Linked DNA regions of Mus musculus: all the other regions are linked to region 1. Evidence: chromatin contacts called from public HiChIP or PLAC-seq and promoter capture Hi-C data. All regions are on one chromosome and are shown on one strand. Each heading gives the region's core, a stretch centred on a gene start, on an enhancer-like site or on the middle of the called end of the contact. The rest is flanking DNA. Distances are from core to core; before and after follow the strand shown. Region 1 holds the start of Btd (biotinidase). Region 2 has its middle 18 kb from the start of Msmb. Region 3 overlaps Galnt15 (polypeptide N-acetylgalactosaminyltransferase 15). Region 4 overlaps Sh3bp5 (SH3-domain binding protein 5 (BTK-associated)). Region 5 holds the start of Bap1 (Brca1 associated protein 1).

The links. HiChIP or PLAC-seq counts read pairs in DNA pulled down with a chosen protein or histone mark. Capture Hi-C pulls out chosen DNA fragments and counts their contacts.
Region 2: a contact with region 1 is called in an H3K27ac HiChIP or PLAC-seq map of embryonic stem cells, with 4 times the contacts expected there. The contact joins the enhancer-like site here to the promoter of Btd in region 1. A contact is called at or near these places in 1 of 39 promoter capture datasets (the C10 cell line), 5 of 115 datasets of contacts at active chromatin or transcription factors (bone marrow-derived macrophages, embryonic stem cells, large pre-B cells and 1 more) and 2 of 9 other capture datasets (adipose tissue and liver).
Region 3: a contact with region 1 is called in an H3K27ac HiChIP or PLAC-seq map of the NIH/3T3 cell line, with 8 times the contacts expected there. The contact joins the enhancer-like site here to the promoter of Btd in region 1. A contact is called at or near these places in 8 of 39 promoter capture datasets (the C10 cell line, Sertoli cells, embryonic stem cells and 3 more), 27 of 484 Hi-C or Micro-C datasets (the 4T1 cell line, the NIH/3T3 cell line, the Patski cell line and 8 more), 23 of 115 datasets of contacts at active chromatin or transcription factors (the 230-238 cell line, the NIH/3T3 cell line, bone marrow-derived macrophages and 12 more) and 3 of 9 other capture datasets (adipose tissue, macrophages and pancreatic islet).
Region 4: an H3K4me3 HiChIP or PLAC-seq map of bone marrow-derived macrophages shows a contact between it and region 1, with 2.2 times the contacts expected there. The contact joins the enhancer-like site here to the promoter of Btd in region 1. A contact is called at or near these places in 2 of 39 promoter capture datasets (the C10 cell line and pre-B cells), 4 of 115 datasets of contacts at active chromatin or transcription factors (the SCID.adh cell line, bone marrow-derived macrophages, memory CD8 T cells and 1 more) and 4 of 9 other capture datasets (embryonic stem cells, liver, macrophages and 1 more).
Region 5: a contact with region 1 is called in a promoter capture Hi-C map of liver, with 3 times the contacts expected there. The contact joins the promoter of Bap1 here to the promoter of Btd in region 1. A contact is called at or near these places in 8 of 39 promoter capture datasets (the 3T3-L1 cell line, the C10 cell line, hematopoietic stem and progenitor cells and 4 more), 4 of 484 Hi-C or Micro-C datasets (CD4 T cells, CD8 T cells and embryonic stem cells), 4 of 115 datasets of contacts at active chromatin or transcription factors (double positive thymocytes, memory CD8 T cells, microglia and 1 more) and 3 of 9 other capture datasets (adipose tissue, liver and pancreatic islet).

Annotation. Positions count from the first base shown.
Region 1 is chr14:31,639,794-31,642,493 of GRCm38.p6, reverse strand. It overlaps Btd (biotinidase), which reads right to left and starts at 1,437. Exons shown (of 4, transcript NM_025295.4): 1 at 1,359-1,437. The coding sequence starts at 1,369. It overlaps Hacl1 (2-hydroxyacyl-CoA lyase 1), which reads left to right and starts at 1,529. Exons shown (of 17, transcript NM_019975.3): 1 at 1,529-1,705; 2 at 1,896-2,000. The coding sequence starts at 1,616.
Region 2 is chr14:32,122,764-32,125,463 of GRCm38.p6, reverse strand. No RefSeq gene overlaps it. Among named protein-coding and RNA genes, the nearest start is that of Msmb, 18 kb to the left of the region's middle. Within about 2 kb of position 1,288, at least 19 of the 459 cell types and tissues checked have an H3K27ac peak or open chromatin away from gene starts, as enhancers often do. A contact at or near this core is called in embryonic stem cells, where this site is marked.
Region 3 is chr14:32,048,918-32,051,617 of GRCm38.p6, reverse strand. It overlaps Galnt15 (polypeptide N-acetylgalactosaminyltransferase 15), which reads right to left. Exons shown (of 10, transcript NM_030166.3): 6 at 1,602-1,796. Among named protein-coding and RNA genes, the nearest start is that of Galnt15, 21 kb to the right of the region's middle. Within about 2 kb of position 1,252, at least 37 of the 459 cell types and tissues checked have an H3K27ac peak or open chromatin away from gene starts, as enhancers often do. A contact at or near this core is called in the 4T1 cell line, the NIH/3T3 cell line, bone marrow-derived macrophages and 1 more, where this site is marked.
Region 4 is chr14:31,375,239-31,377,938 of GRCm38.p6, reverse strand. Sh3bp5 (SH3-domain binding protein 5 (BTK-associated)) reads left to right here. Exons shown (of 9, transcript NM_011894.3): 7 at 329-548; 8 at 2,075-2,335. Among named protein-coding and RNA genes, the nearest start is that of Capn7, 40 kb to the right of the region's middle. Within about 2 kb of position 1,433, at least 11 of the 459 cell types and tissues checked have an H3K27ac peak or open chromatin away from gene starts, as enhancers often do. A contact at or near this core is called in bone marrow-derived macrophages, where this site is marked.
Region 5 is chr14:31,250,180-31,252,879 of GRCm38.p6, reverse strand. It overlaps Bap1 (Brca1 associated protein 1), which reads right to left and starts at 1,391. Exons shown (of 17, transcript NM_027088.2): 1 at 1,226-1,391; 2 at 1,101-1,130; 3 at 926-980. The coding sequence starts at 1,262. Phf7 (PHD finger protein 7) reads left to right here and starts at 1,565. Exons shown (of 11, transcript NM_027949.2): 1 at 1,565-2,175.

The DNA of each region.
Region 1 (2,700 bases), core at 188-2,687:
CTGATTTTTAAGAAAGTTAAAATTTAGGGCCTGAGATATAATTCGGTGGTAGAGTGCTTGACTAATATGTGCAAAGTCCTAGGGTCAGTCACTAGTATTGCTTTTATGACTTATTCTTTCTTTGAGTAATTAAAAGACATGGTCTCTCTACATAGCCCTGGCTATCCTGAAACTCACTAGGTAGCCCAGGCTGGTCTCAGACTCGCAGAAGTCGACATGCTCCTGCCTCCAAGTGCTGGGATTACAGATGTGAGCCACCACATCTGGCGCTACGATGCCAAATCTCACCAAAATAACAAATAACATTTTAAGCATACTGCCAACAAAAATAACAGGGAGTATGATTAACATATTCCAAGTCCACACAGAGTGCTCTGTATAAATTACAGCGCCTGGGATCCTTACACTGAAGTTGGATGGAACAGCAGTGACTTTGCACTTGGAAGACAGTCACGTCACTTCTGCTTAATCTCTACAGGCAAGGGAAGCAAGGCCCGCTGTACCTTGAACTGCTAGGCGAAGGCAATAACCAGCTCAATGAGTTTTCTCTTTGCCAAATGGCAAAAATGGCCAGTTGAAGACTGATCCTTAATAAATATAAACCAACCAACCAACCAACCAACAAACAAACAAACAAAAGCCCATTCGATCTGAATCACAGTGATTTGTTCCCATCAGGGTCCAGTTTGCCCTTCATAAAGTGTTCTGCCAGTAATTCTGAGAAAGCAATCGGTGTTAAGGGGCCAAGAATCCACTAATGTCTACAAAGCACGCGATGCCAGGGGTCAAGCAGGCTAATCCATGAACCAGTAAGTAGAAAACCAACACTATTACTTTGGTAAAAGTTAAGCAATCATACATTAATTATTAAGCAATGGCTCTAACAGACCTTAGTGATACCCAACTGGAACAAAATAAGTAAATATAAACCAGGCAGAGGGCAGGAGCAGCTACGGTGTTAATAAGTTTATCTCTTGAGCAATTTTGGTGTCATCTCTGATTAAGAATACACCTCTGCTCACAGACTTCTGGAACGTGCACATGATGTGGGGTGCAAAACCACAGAGTTATAAAATCAGAGGGCACAGGAGCACGACACTGTACCCAAAAGCCTGTTTTTTTTCCAACTTTACACTCTCCAAGTTACCCGCGTCCCAGCAGCCTTTGCGTAGCTTGCCTCCAATCAGCGGGAAGCCCCGGCGAGGGCGGGGAGGCGCGGTGGGGCCACGCCCCCTCCTCGCCTGGTCTCTGCAGTCACCCTCCAGATGTGCCATCCCCTCCATACCGGACTGAGCTGTATCGCTACCCTAGTGGAGGACAAAACCAAGGCGAGCATCCTCAGAGATTGGGTTTCTTACCTGCTTCGCATAGGACGCGGCCTCCGGCTCGTCCCGCCTCCTGCTGATGGCGGAGTCCGGAAAAGACTGACTGGAGAATGGGCGTGCTTACATGATCGCCTCACCAAGGACTGACTTCTTGTCCCGCCCCTTCTCCCCTTTGCTTAAATCCGTTGGGCTGCCCTCCTGTCTGTCAGAAGCGGGTGTCACCAACAACAACTCTTAGGCTAGTGAAGCTGTGAGCTGCGAGAGTGCCTTGAAGTAACTTTAGGTGGAAGATGCCAGAAAGTAACTCCGCAGAGGGTAGCGACAGAAGCGAGGAGCAGGTGTCTGGTGCTAAAGTCATCGCCCAGGCTCTAAAAACTCAAGTACGATGGATCCCTCGGGTGTGAAAGGCTCTACAGAAGCAGACGGGGACCTCGCGTTGTCCTAGAGACGGAGGGCAAGGAGGCGGGGGCGGGGGTCCTGTAGGTCTTTCCTTTGGACCCCCCGGGAGGGCAAGAAGGCTGGGTCACCTGATGATAGTTGTTTGTTGCCCCTTTTCCCTCCTACCCTCAGGATGTGGAGTACATGTTCGGTGTCGTAGGCATCCCCGTGACCGAAATCGCCCTTGCTGCCCAGGAACTGGGCATCAAGTACATTGGGATGCGGAATGAGCAAGCGGTGAGTCTTGACACAGGGACCAAATGGCAGCCATTCGATGCACACAGCGTCCCATCGTTTCTAAAGCATTGCACGTACCACTGTTAATCCTCCTTGACAGGAAAATGAGAAGAGAGAGACTAAGTTAAACTTGCCCAACGCGAGTCATTTGGTAGTGGCATTTGAACTCAGGTATTCTGAGTTTGGAGCTATGCTTATACCTTTCTACCGTAGTGTACTCTGCCACATCCAAATATCAGAATCGAAAGGGGTAGTCTTACTTCACTACTAGACTGTTAGTTCTAGCAGAGAAGGCATATTGATTCATCGCTAGGTAAGTGTATTGCCAGCATCTGATGTAGTTCCTGTACATGACAGGTGTCAGAGAGTGATTAGTGATTGAAGGCCAGGACTCATGCAACATAAAGTGGAAGACATTATAGACGGCAGTGCCGTCATTGGAACTCAGGGCTCTCAAACCCCAGTTTGGTGCTTTCCCTCAGCATTATGCCTCCCTCCTTTGGGGTCTTACCTGGGAGAGGGAAAACCAAAGGACATTTTATGAACCCACTTAAAGTATTTTCTCTGGCAGCCCAGGATTACCCTCTCTTAGCAATCCAGGCAAAAATATCAAGTATCTGGTGCAGATGAAGTGGTTCAGTGAAGTTCTACAAAGCCACGTAACCTCATAACCTGAGTGTAATCTCCAGGGCCTGTATGG
Region 2 (2,700 bases), core at 39-2,538, 480 kb before region 1:
TCACCCAAGGTGCACCAGGGCTCCCCATCCCCCACGCACTCACCAGCATTTACTCTTTTGTTTCCTTACTCTTTGCCATTTTGACTGAGGTAATAATGAATTCTTGAGGTAGTTTTAATCTGCATTTCTGTCGTGGCTAAACTGGTGATCACTTTTGAAGACATCACTTAGCCTTTTGCATTTCTTCTTCTGAGACCCCTCCTCCTCCTCCTCCTCCTCCTCCTCCTCCTCTTCTGGTCCACAGCTGTTTAAATGGGTTGTTTGTCTTTTGGAGGTTAGCCCTTTTAGTGCCTTGGGTATTCTAGGTCAATCCTCGATTTCATGAAACCCCCTTTGCTGGTTCTCTTTCCTGGACCACTGGAGCCCTTCCTATTCAGGAAGTCCTCACCTGAGCCTATATCCAGAAAGGCACTTCCTACTCTTTCTTGTACAACATTCAGAATCTAACATTGAGCTCTTTGGTCCATTTGGGATTGATTTGTGTGGAGGATGAAGGAGAAGAACCAAATTCTGTTCTTGCACACAAGGATATCCAGTCTTCCCAGCACACTTTGTTAGATGCCATCTTCTATCCACTGTGTCTTTTTGTTGTCTTTGTTGAGTATCAGATGTCTGTGGACTCCCATGTAGGCCCTAGATTCTATTCCACTAATGAGTATGTCTGCTTTTGTGCCAGTGCTGTGCTAAGGCTCCATGGAATAACTTGCAATCAGTATGGATGATTGTAGCCGCCAGCGGCCACGGGTTACTGGGTTCCTGAAAGGAAAGCTGGGGTTTTGGATGGGAAAGGCTTCGAGAGAAATAACAAGCCAAGCCAAGTTCTCTGATCAAGGCCAATGTTTACCTATGAGTCCGAGCTTATAAAGGGGAGGAGGGAACCCATCCCCCACCAAGCCAGGATCTCTGTGCTTTATCAGGATTTCATCAGGAAAACAGGTTCAGCCTCTCAGCAGGTAGTGGAGACTTGGAGGATAGCTCCAGACAATAGACTTTACCTAAATCGGAAGACTCCACCCTAGGTGGGCTAGCCCGCTGTGGCAAGCCAGGTCTGAGCCAGTCTGCTCAAGGCCAGGGGAAGGGCACAGGTGATACCTCCTGGACTGTCTTTACTGCTCATGATTATTTGGCTCTCTGGGGTCTTTTGGGCTTTCACATGAATTTTAAATTATTTTTTCAAGTTTTGTGAAGGATTGAGATGGAATTTTGATGGGGATTGCATTGAGTCTTGTGCACTGTTGCTTTTGGAAAGTGGTCATTTTCACATAATGAATCCTACCTATCCTCGTGGAAGGGGGCCTCCCCACCTTCTGGTGTCTCCTTCACCCCCTTCAGTGCGGTGAAGCTTCGCGGCCTAGGTTTCTTGTTTGCTTGGTTAGGTTTATCCCAGGGCATCTCCTTTCTTAGACAATCATGAGTGAGACTGTTTCTCTGATCTCTTTTTTGGCCTGCTTGTCTTTGGTATGCAGGAAGGCTACTGATTTGGGTGTGTTGACTTTGTAGCCCACACTTTGATGAAAGTGTTTATCAAGTCTGAGTTTTCTGGTGGCGTCTTCTCTCCCGCGTAGACTCCTGTCGTCTGCAAACAGCGACACTTTGCCTTCTTCTGCGGCTCTCCTTCCTGTGCTTTATTGTTTTCTGCAGTGTTCACCCCAGGCTGACATGTAGACACTATTTGGTTTTGGATATTCCCTTCAGCAAACATCCTGTTAACTCTCACGTGGGGGGTGGTGGTGGCATTATTTGTCTGCTACTGAACAGTAGGTTATCAGTAATTATTTTCTTTTTTGTTTTGGTTTTTGGTTTTTTTCAAGACAGGGTTTCTCTGTTTAGCCCTGGCTGTCCTGGAACTCACGCTGTAGACCAGGCTGGCCTCGAACTCAGAAATCCGCCTGCCTCTGCCTCCCGAGTGCTGGGATTAAAGGCGTGCGCCACCACGCCCGGCTGCCTGATCATCTTTTAATTAAAAATCTAGTAAGGCTGGAGGGCTGGAAGCTTAGTTAAGAGTCCTTGCTGCTTTTGCAGGACTGAGCTTCAGTTCCCAGCACCCACAGATTTAACTTCAGCTTCGGGGGACCTAATGCCCTCTTCTGCCCTCAGGAAGTACCTGAATACATGTAGCATATACTCACACAGATACAAACACATAAATGAAAAAATTTTTAGCTGTGCAGTGGTGGCGCACGCCTTTAATCCCAGCACTAGGGAGGCAGAGGCAGGCAGTTTCTGAATTCAAGGTCAGCCTGGGCTACAGAGTGAGTTCCAGGACAGCCAGGGCTACACACAGAAACCCTGTCTCAACAAATGAAAAAAAAATTAAACTTTTTACATTTATTGATTAGCAAATTGATTGCATGGCATTTACACGTGGAGGTCAGAAGACAATTTGCCGAAGTTGATTCTCTCCTGCTACCTTGTGGATCCTTGAGATCAATCAAATTCAGAATTGGTGGCAAGAGCTTTTATAGGCTGAGTTGTCTTGCAGGACCTTTGGCTTTTTTTTTTTTTTTTTTTTTTTTTTTTTTTTTTTGAGACAGGGTTTCTCTGTGTAGCCCTGGCTGTCCTGGAACTCACTTTGTAGACCAGGCTGGCCTCAAACTCAGAAATCTGCCTGCCTCTGCCTCCCGAGTGCTGGGATTAAAGGCGTGCACCACCACGCCCGGCTGGACCTCTTGCTTTTTAATGTATTCTCTTATTTAATTC
Region 3 (2,700 bases), core at 3-2,502, 410 kb before region 1:
TGTGTGTGTGTGTGTGTGTGTGTGTGTGTGTGTTGATAGCCACACCAGGGCTCCACGTTGGTGGCCTCTGGTTTTCAGCAAGACACAGAGGGGCCCAGTAGGCTGTAAATACTTTACATGCTGTGTTGGGCTGACTCCATCCAACATGCTGTGTTCTAAATGACTCTGTCTAATGGAAGGTTGGCTCAGGTACATCAGAAGCCTGAATATATTTAATTTTTTTATGGGTCCTTTATAAATGAAATCTGCATTGACATTAAACAAGGGTCATGTGAAAGCAAAGAGAAAATACTAAATTGACACCCATTACATAAGAGGAAAGAAAAAAAAAAGATGTTCTAGCCTAAAGGAAGCCAGAAATTAAAAGCCACAGCTGCTCTGTTGTCTCTTTAGAACTCCACAGAAAGATACCTGCTCCCCACTGTCAAATGGGTAAGCTCTAAAATCTTTTTTTTTTTTTTTTTGAGACAGGGTTTCTCTGTATAGCCCTGGCTGTCCTGGAACTCACTTTGTAGATCAGGCTGGCCTCGAACTCAGAAATCTGCCTGCCTCTGCCTCCTGAGTGCTGGGATTAAAGGTGTGCGCCACCACACCCGGCAAATCTAAACTCGTTAGCTCAGCCCTCAGCCGCTTCAGGATCTGCCTCCAACCCCTACTCTGGTGTCTGAGTGATCCCAGGCAGCCATAGCTGAAGCATACTTCTGGGGTGTGTCTAGATTTAGGATTAAGTAGAGTCCTGATGAGAACTGCCCTTTTACCTACAATGCTCCTCTACAAATCCAAGCCAGAAGCTACAGTAGTGGGGTCCCTCCTGTGTGAAAAAGGAGCTGGTCTACTCTGGGTGTTACTTGGACTCACTCAAGGGGACACAGAGGGAACTCAAGCTACCTCAACCTTGGGGTCTGCTTTGAAATTTTATGTCATCTCCCATTAGAGAGACCACAGATACAAGTTCAAGGAGTTCTGAGAATTGTCTGGAGGCTGTCTGCTGTAGGGAAAAGGGTGCATTTGGATAAAAAGGGAACAAAATCCTAAGGACTTTAAGAAAAGGTACTGAGTACTGGGTACTGGGGCTCTTTCATGGCTCAACCTTGTCTGACTTTCCCTAATGCGGTGGTATGGGTGTGTCTCTCTGAGGACCCTGCCTTCATCTGTGCTATCTAGCAGTGGGCTGGTGAGAGACTGGTGAGAGCCGTTTCCTTACTACGCCAGTCCTTTGGGCCCCCACTTGCAGTGTGTCAAGTGTCGTGGCAGCCTGTGACTCACAGCAGAGCTTGTGTTAGTCACGCCACAGGAACTGACCAACTCACAGGGCACACTGAGGGGCACTTAATTACGTGATTAAAACTTCAACCTTCTGTGGCTTTTTTGAGTTTCATACTTATTTTTATACTCAGATCTGTTCTTTGTCTTGGATATTCCCTAATCCCTGAGTACCACTCAGGATGAAAGTCCTAAGAGTCATGGCTCATCCCTTATCGGGCTCTGTGGTGAAAGGCGGCATCCAGGACATAGCATCCTATAACAGTCTGGGAATTCCAGGCAGAGGTCAACTGTGATACCCTTATGTTGGCCAAAGGCCGCTACTAGTCCCTTCTTACCTTGCTCAGGGTGAAGGCCTCTGGGATGTGCCTGTAGAAGGTTTCCTTGAAGGATGATAGCCAGGTCTCAGCAATGATGATCTTGTTCTTCAAGGCGACCTCGGGGTCAGGCCTGGAGCTGGCATCTTGGCTTCGGTAGATGTGTCCCACTCGAGAGCAGGGAAGGATTTCAACAGAGCCACCGCAGAGCCAGGCCTGTCACAGAAGGAGAAAGTGAGTAGCTCTCCCTCCCACCTCCCTGTCTGTGAGCCACTGGCAGAACACCCACTAGTCATAAGCCAGAGTGACCATTTCAATGCTCAGAGTGCACTTTCCAGATCAGAGAGTTTGGGCAGCAAGGCGGGAGGGACAACAGAGGGCAGTTGTCCTAGACTGGAACTGAGGGGTAATGGCTGACAGCTATGCAGCTTCCTGAACACCACTGGGAAACACCTACAGAGTCAGTCTGCAAAGCAGTTCAGGGGTCAGCACCCCCACCTACCCGGGAATGCTTTCTCAGGAAGATATGTCTGCAGTGGCTAGGAAATTTCTAAAAAACCAGTGCTGTCTCCTGCTGAGAAGACACAAGAGGTAAAAGCGTACCCCCTTCTTCACTCATTCCAGAAGCTTCTCCCAGCTCCCCACTGCCCGTTGGACAAGAAGCCTTCATTCTATAGTTGGTGACAGAAATTACAGTGGAGAAGTGCTGGGCCAAGCCTTGGTTCAAGAACTAAAAAGCACACCAGGCACAGGGTTCTCAAAGCCTGTGTCCCAAGATACCTCGGAGAACTCCAAGGGCACTGCAGACATCTGTCATTTGTTAGAGAAGCAGCAGACTTGGTCATTATGCAGACTGCAAGCCTGGTGTAATTCACATGCCCACATTAGATGGGTCTGCCCATGTTATAGAATGGACACCTTTGCTGGGTTGGGCTTTCGACAGTTGGTGTGACTGAACAGCAAGCACAATGCTGTGATCAGTGTGGCACAGACAGTGAAGGTGGTGGCTGTCCAGCATGGTTCCCAGGACAGAGGGCCCATCAGGCCCATCATGGATCCCAGAACAGAGGGCCCATCAGGCCCATCATGGTTCCCAGAACAGAGGGCCCATCAGGCCCAT
Region 4 (2,700 bases), core at 184-2,683, 260 kb after region 1:
TGATTCAGATATGGGCCAGGAACTTCTATCAGGAACCAAGTGAGGAGGCTGCAGGACTTAATGTGTCTACCATTCCTCCCATGAGGGCTGCATTCTATTAGTGACCATCTGCATATTCTCGTCTGTCTTATGGCCTGGTGTGGAGATGAAAGAGATGCTCTTCACATTGAATGGGGAGCCATGAGTGAAAGTCACTGGATCCTTCTCTAGTCAATTATCTTGGGTGTGTCAAGAAGTTCTTTTGTGTTGTAATCATGTGTCACCCCCTCCATCAGTGGGGACATCCAGGGCCACGTTGGCTTACCAAGTCCCCCATCTTCCAATTCAGCAACTGAAGAAGACGGTGGATGACCTTCAGGCCAAGCTGGCCCTGGCAAAGGGCGAGTACAAGGCAGCCCTGAAGAGCCTGGAGAGGATCTCAGATGAGATACACGAGCGGCGGCGTTCCAATGCCATGGGGCCCCGGGGCTGTGGCGTGGGGGCAGAGGGCAGCATCGCCTCAGTGGAGAACCTGCCTGTAAGCAAACCTGAGCCTGACGCCATTTCTGGTAAGTCTGACCAGCAGGGATCAGTGTGTGTGATCTGCTTTCTTTGCCCATCACAGATGAATGTGAGCGCTGGGCAGCCTACAGGCTGTTTTGGTGGTTTCTCATGTATTGTGGGACGCTGTGCTCATTTGATTGCTACTGAGTATTAGCGTTCTGTGGTCCAGTAAGATTGGGAAATGTTCTACCTCTCCCCGTCTCAGGCAGTCTAAGTACACAGGAGAGCATTCAAGCCTTTAAGGAGTTCTGAGGAAAGGTGTAATAGGGACTTGGGATCCAGATTTGATTCAGTTCCCATTTCACCAATGATGGGGGACAGAGGGGCCTTGATGTGTTTGCTGTGTCAGCTGCATGAGGGTCTACTCTGCTACACAGGGTGCTGAGGAGATACCTGGCAGCTCTCCCTAGGGTCTGAGCACACGGGTCTCCTCTGCTCAGGGATATCCTGTGCAGAAATGATAGGATTGACCTAGCTTCCGTTAATCAAGAAAACTACTGACAAGAACACTACCTCATAGCTCTCCCTTTCCTGTGTGCTTAGGCTTCCTCCTCAGCAACTCTTTTTTTTTCTTTTCCTTATTACTATTATTTAAGAAAAATAATTTGTATCTTTCCCACATGAATCTATGTATACCACATAATTGCCTGCTATCAGAAGAGGACACTGGGTCTTGTGGAATTAGTTATTAGCTGCCATGTAAGTGCTGGAAATCAATCCTGGGTCCTCTAGAAGAGCATCTCTGGCCCCACCAAGTGTTAAAGGCCATCAACAAATGCTGAATTGCCAGTTTGAAGGGAAATGAAACTAAAATGTAACCAATGCCTATGTACTGAGTTACTTTACATATTACCTCATTAATCCTGTGCACAGAGCATCCCGAAGCTGGGCAGTCAAGTGACTTACAAGGCCACACAGTCAGCAGTGGCGTTAGGATATGAGTTCAGATCTGGACCCATTTCCTAGCACAGCACTTGTATCAATCCACTCTGGAACGCTAGGCCATGTTTAAACAGTCACAGGCACAATGGGAACTGGGAAGGATCTTAAAAGTGATAGTGCAGGCTGAAGAGGCTTTGAAAACAAGAATGGCCTGTCTCTGAGCCTCGGTTATTCTGTCCACAAACTCAGAGTCAGTTAGAGTACTGGAAAGGAGCACTGTACTTTGTAGCGTGTCTGTTGAGATCAGAAGTTATCAGACATCCCACCCCGGCCTGCCCCTCCTTCCAGCAGCTCTTGCTGCTTCCGTCTTCCTTCTGCCTAGTATAGGCTACATTACAAAGGGCTAGTCTGAATTTACCTTCCCCTTTCCTTCGGCGCTGGGGATGGAACTCAGGCCTTTGTATATGCTGGACAAGCCGCTTCCTTTCAAACTGTTCTGGAGGCTGGTCAGACAGGTTCAGGTGCGATGCAGGTCCTGCAGACTCCATGTTGTGTGAGCATGTCCAGCAGAGAGCATGTCTGCAGGCATTTAAGGGACTGGGCTACTACCTGGCAGATCCCATGTGATTGATGTCCTCTCTCATCACAGTGGCATCAGAAGCCTTTGAAGATGACAACTGCAGCAACTTGGTGTCTGAAGATGACTCGGAAACCCAGTCTGTGTCCAGCTTTAGTTCGGGACCGACGAGTCCGTCTGAAATGCCTGATCAGTTCCCTGCAGTGGCAAGGCCTGGCAGTCTGGATCTGCCTAGCCCTGTGTCCCTGTCAGAATTTGGGATGATGTTCCCAATACTGGGTCCTCGAAGTGAATGCAGTGGGGCCTCCTCCCCTGAATGTGAGGTTGAACGAGGTAGGTTGCAGCTCAACTTGTGCACTGTCCATACCTTTGCCAGGTCTCAGGGGCCCTGAGAACATACAGTGGGATGGATCACTCAGATTACTTTCAAGGGCACTTCTACAGTCCTGGCCAACTTCAACCAAGCAGAACTTAGGTCCCATGTCTCCCCTAAGAACAATCCTCTCGGCAAGTTCCTGTTGGAGAGGTTCGCTTCCTAGCTACAAAATGACAATGGTACATCTCATCTCTAAAGAACAGATTAGTGAGTGCATGTAGTGTGCCACCCAGTGCTGGAGAACCTCTGAGATGTATGGTGGACAGCAGGAATGGCAGAGGGCTCAGGTGGCCGATGCTGGTGCCTATGGAACTCTTGAAAC
Region 5 (2,700 bases), core at 142-2,641, 390 kb after region 1:
CCTAATCCTTTGCACTGAAATGCTCTTGCACTGAGTCCCTCACTCTTAACCAAACTGTATCCAACATGGCTCTGAGACCTCAAACCCCAGAAGCCTATCACAGGCAGTCAAGTATGAGCCTGAAGCTCTCAAACCCCACTCGGTCTATGAGGTCTAGGCAAGAGAAGAAGGAAATCTGGAACTGCTGGCCCAGGATGGAGCAAGGTAGGGACACAATAAAAGGCACAAAAACGTTGATGAAGAATTAAGTACCAACTCACTGGTGGACCTCGGCCTCCAGTCCTAGTAAAATGAGTATAGTGCGTGAACTCCCAAACCAGTTCCTTCCCTTGGAAGCAGTTAGGTTCTCTATGCCTCTATTCTATAGATTTCCAAAACAAGACTCTGAGTTTAGGTACCTAAAAAAGGCCTTCTCACACTAACCAATCAATACAGGACAACTGTGTTCAGTTTTGTTGACACATGGTCTCACTAAGTAGCGTAGGTTGGACTCAAACTCAGAGATCTGCCTGCCTCTGCCTCCCAAGCATTGGGACTAGAGGAGAGCGCCACTAATGGTCAGGACAAATGTTGTGTGGTGATTAAAGGCACAGCACATGTGGTGATGTAATTAATGGACTGTACACTTACAAAAAAGGTGCAACACTATGCAACGGAGGGTTCCGGCTGCAAAACCAGAAAGGCAGCTCAACTGTACTCCACGAGTGCTTAGGGTTAAAAGGAGGGCTACAGCTTTCTAAGGAGAAACACTGAGGAAAGACTGAGAAGAAAAGAAAAGTCCAAGAGGGCACCCACAAAGAGTGACACTTTCTTATGTGATATTTTATATAGCTCAGGTTTTCTAGTACTGCCTCCCTTGAATGGGGTACTATTCCCCTGCCCTTTCTCGGCCCTCCGGAGGTAAGGGGGCGTCCCAGCCACTCACCCCTGGCATTTACTCTGAAGGTCATAGATCTCCTCCACTTGCACCCCTTTGACACCTACGATCAGGAAAGGAGAGGTCGGCAGGGCAGTCCCAGGCTCTGCTGCGAGAACTCAAGGACCAACCCCCACATCCACACCAGCCAGGGACCGAAGGTCGTGGGTAACGGGGTTCTTACCGAAATCTTCCACCAGGAGGGTGAAGAGGCCTGGGTGGGACGACAAGAAGAGGGATTTGTCATGCAGGTGCGTCCGGGGCCCATCCGGCCTCCCCAGCCCCCGGCCCGCCGAGGCCCCTCCGTACCTGGGTCACTCTCCAGCTCCAGCCAGCCCTTATTCATCTTCCCGCGGAGCGGCCTCTCAGCGCCATGTCCAGGCCCTGCTAAACCCGCGCCGCCCCCAACCGGGAGCGCCCACCGCCCTTAGGGCTTCTCAGCCCCGCACAGACAACGGGCCGCGCCGCGTCACTCGCCCGCGCCGGACGTACAACGTCATCATCACACGACGAGCCTAACCCGGGGGCTGGTCTTCCGCCGGCCGAACGGCGGGGGCGGAGGCGGAGACAGAGGCGGGCATGCACGCGCGCGCGCGTCGAGGCGAGGGCGCGCACGTGCGGAGGGCGGGGCGGGCGCGCGGCCGTTAGCGGTCCTCGTTTTGGCCACAGTCCGCGTGACCCCATCCCCCCTCAGCACGCTCGCCTCCTTCGACGGCGCAGTCACCGCGCGGGGCGGCCGCCCGTGAAGTAGTTACCACGTCTTGTGTCAACGACTAAAGCTCCGGGACAGCGGCGCCCTCGGCGACAGCTGGGTGGGCAGCCTGGGCTGAAAGCGGTGGCCCGTAGCTTCCGTGAGAGCGAGCAGCGGAAGCAGCCTCCAGCCTGGCCTCGCCACAGCCGCCCGGCAAGGGAGCCCTGGCATGCGCGGAATGCTCCTTGAGCCCTCTTCTGACTGTTACCTTTGGGGGACGGTTGTGGCCACACTGACGTATTTTCCAAATAAATCGTTTATTCTTGCGGCGGCGGGACCGAACACGTTAATATATTTTTAATTTACCCAACACTTTTATCCAGTGATACAACTTGGTAAGCGTTTCGAGCGAGCATCCGCCGGGTTAGGAAATCGCGGACTGAGCAGCTTGCATTTGCCACGACCGTCCTCAACTGTTTTGAAGATTCCATCTTATAACTACCAGTGTGCACAGACTACTACTCAAGTAACGTCGTGTCCCAGCGATGCAAAGAACTGAAATCTCAAGGTTTATTTCTATTTTAACACAGTCGGGTTTAGCGCCAACATACTAGGAAGTAAAGTAGATCCCCGTGGGGACACGGAAAGGTTCCAACCCATCTCAGCCCATCCACGTTTAGTAAGAAAACAAACTGATGTTAGCTCTGCAACTGCATCTCCTGTGTTGGGAAAAGCTAGCGTGAAGTTTTGATGGCTTGTAAGCAGTTAGCAGTTAGAAAAGTCTGACATTCATGAAGAGATTCAGAATCGCCAGCCTTGACTTGAGGCTCTGGATACTGAAGTATAGTATATCTCTGGAGGGACCTAATTGACTGAGGTCTTTTAAGAAATGCTGTCCAAACCCGGCAGTGGTGGCGCACGCCTTTAATCCCAGCACTTGGGAGGCAGAGGCAGGCGGATTTCTGAGTTCGAGGCCAGCCTGGTCTTATAGTGAGTTCCAGGACAGTCAGGGCTACACAGAGAAACCCTGTATCGAAAAACAAAACAAAAAAAGAGATTTATTTTATGTATATGAGTACACTATAGCTGTCCT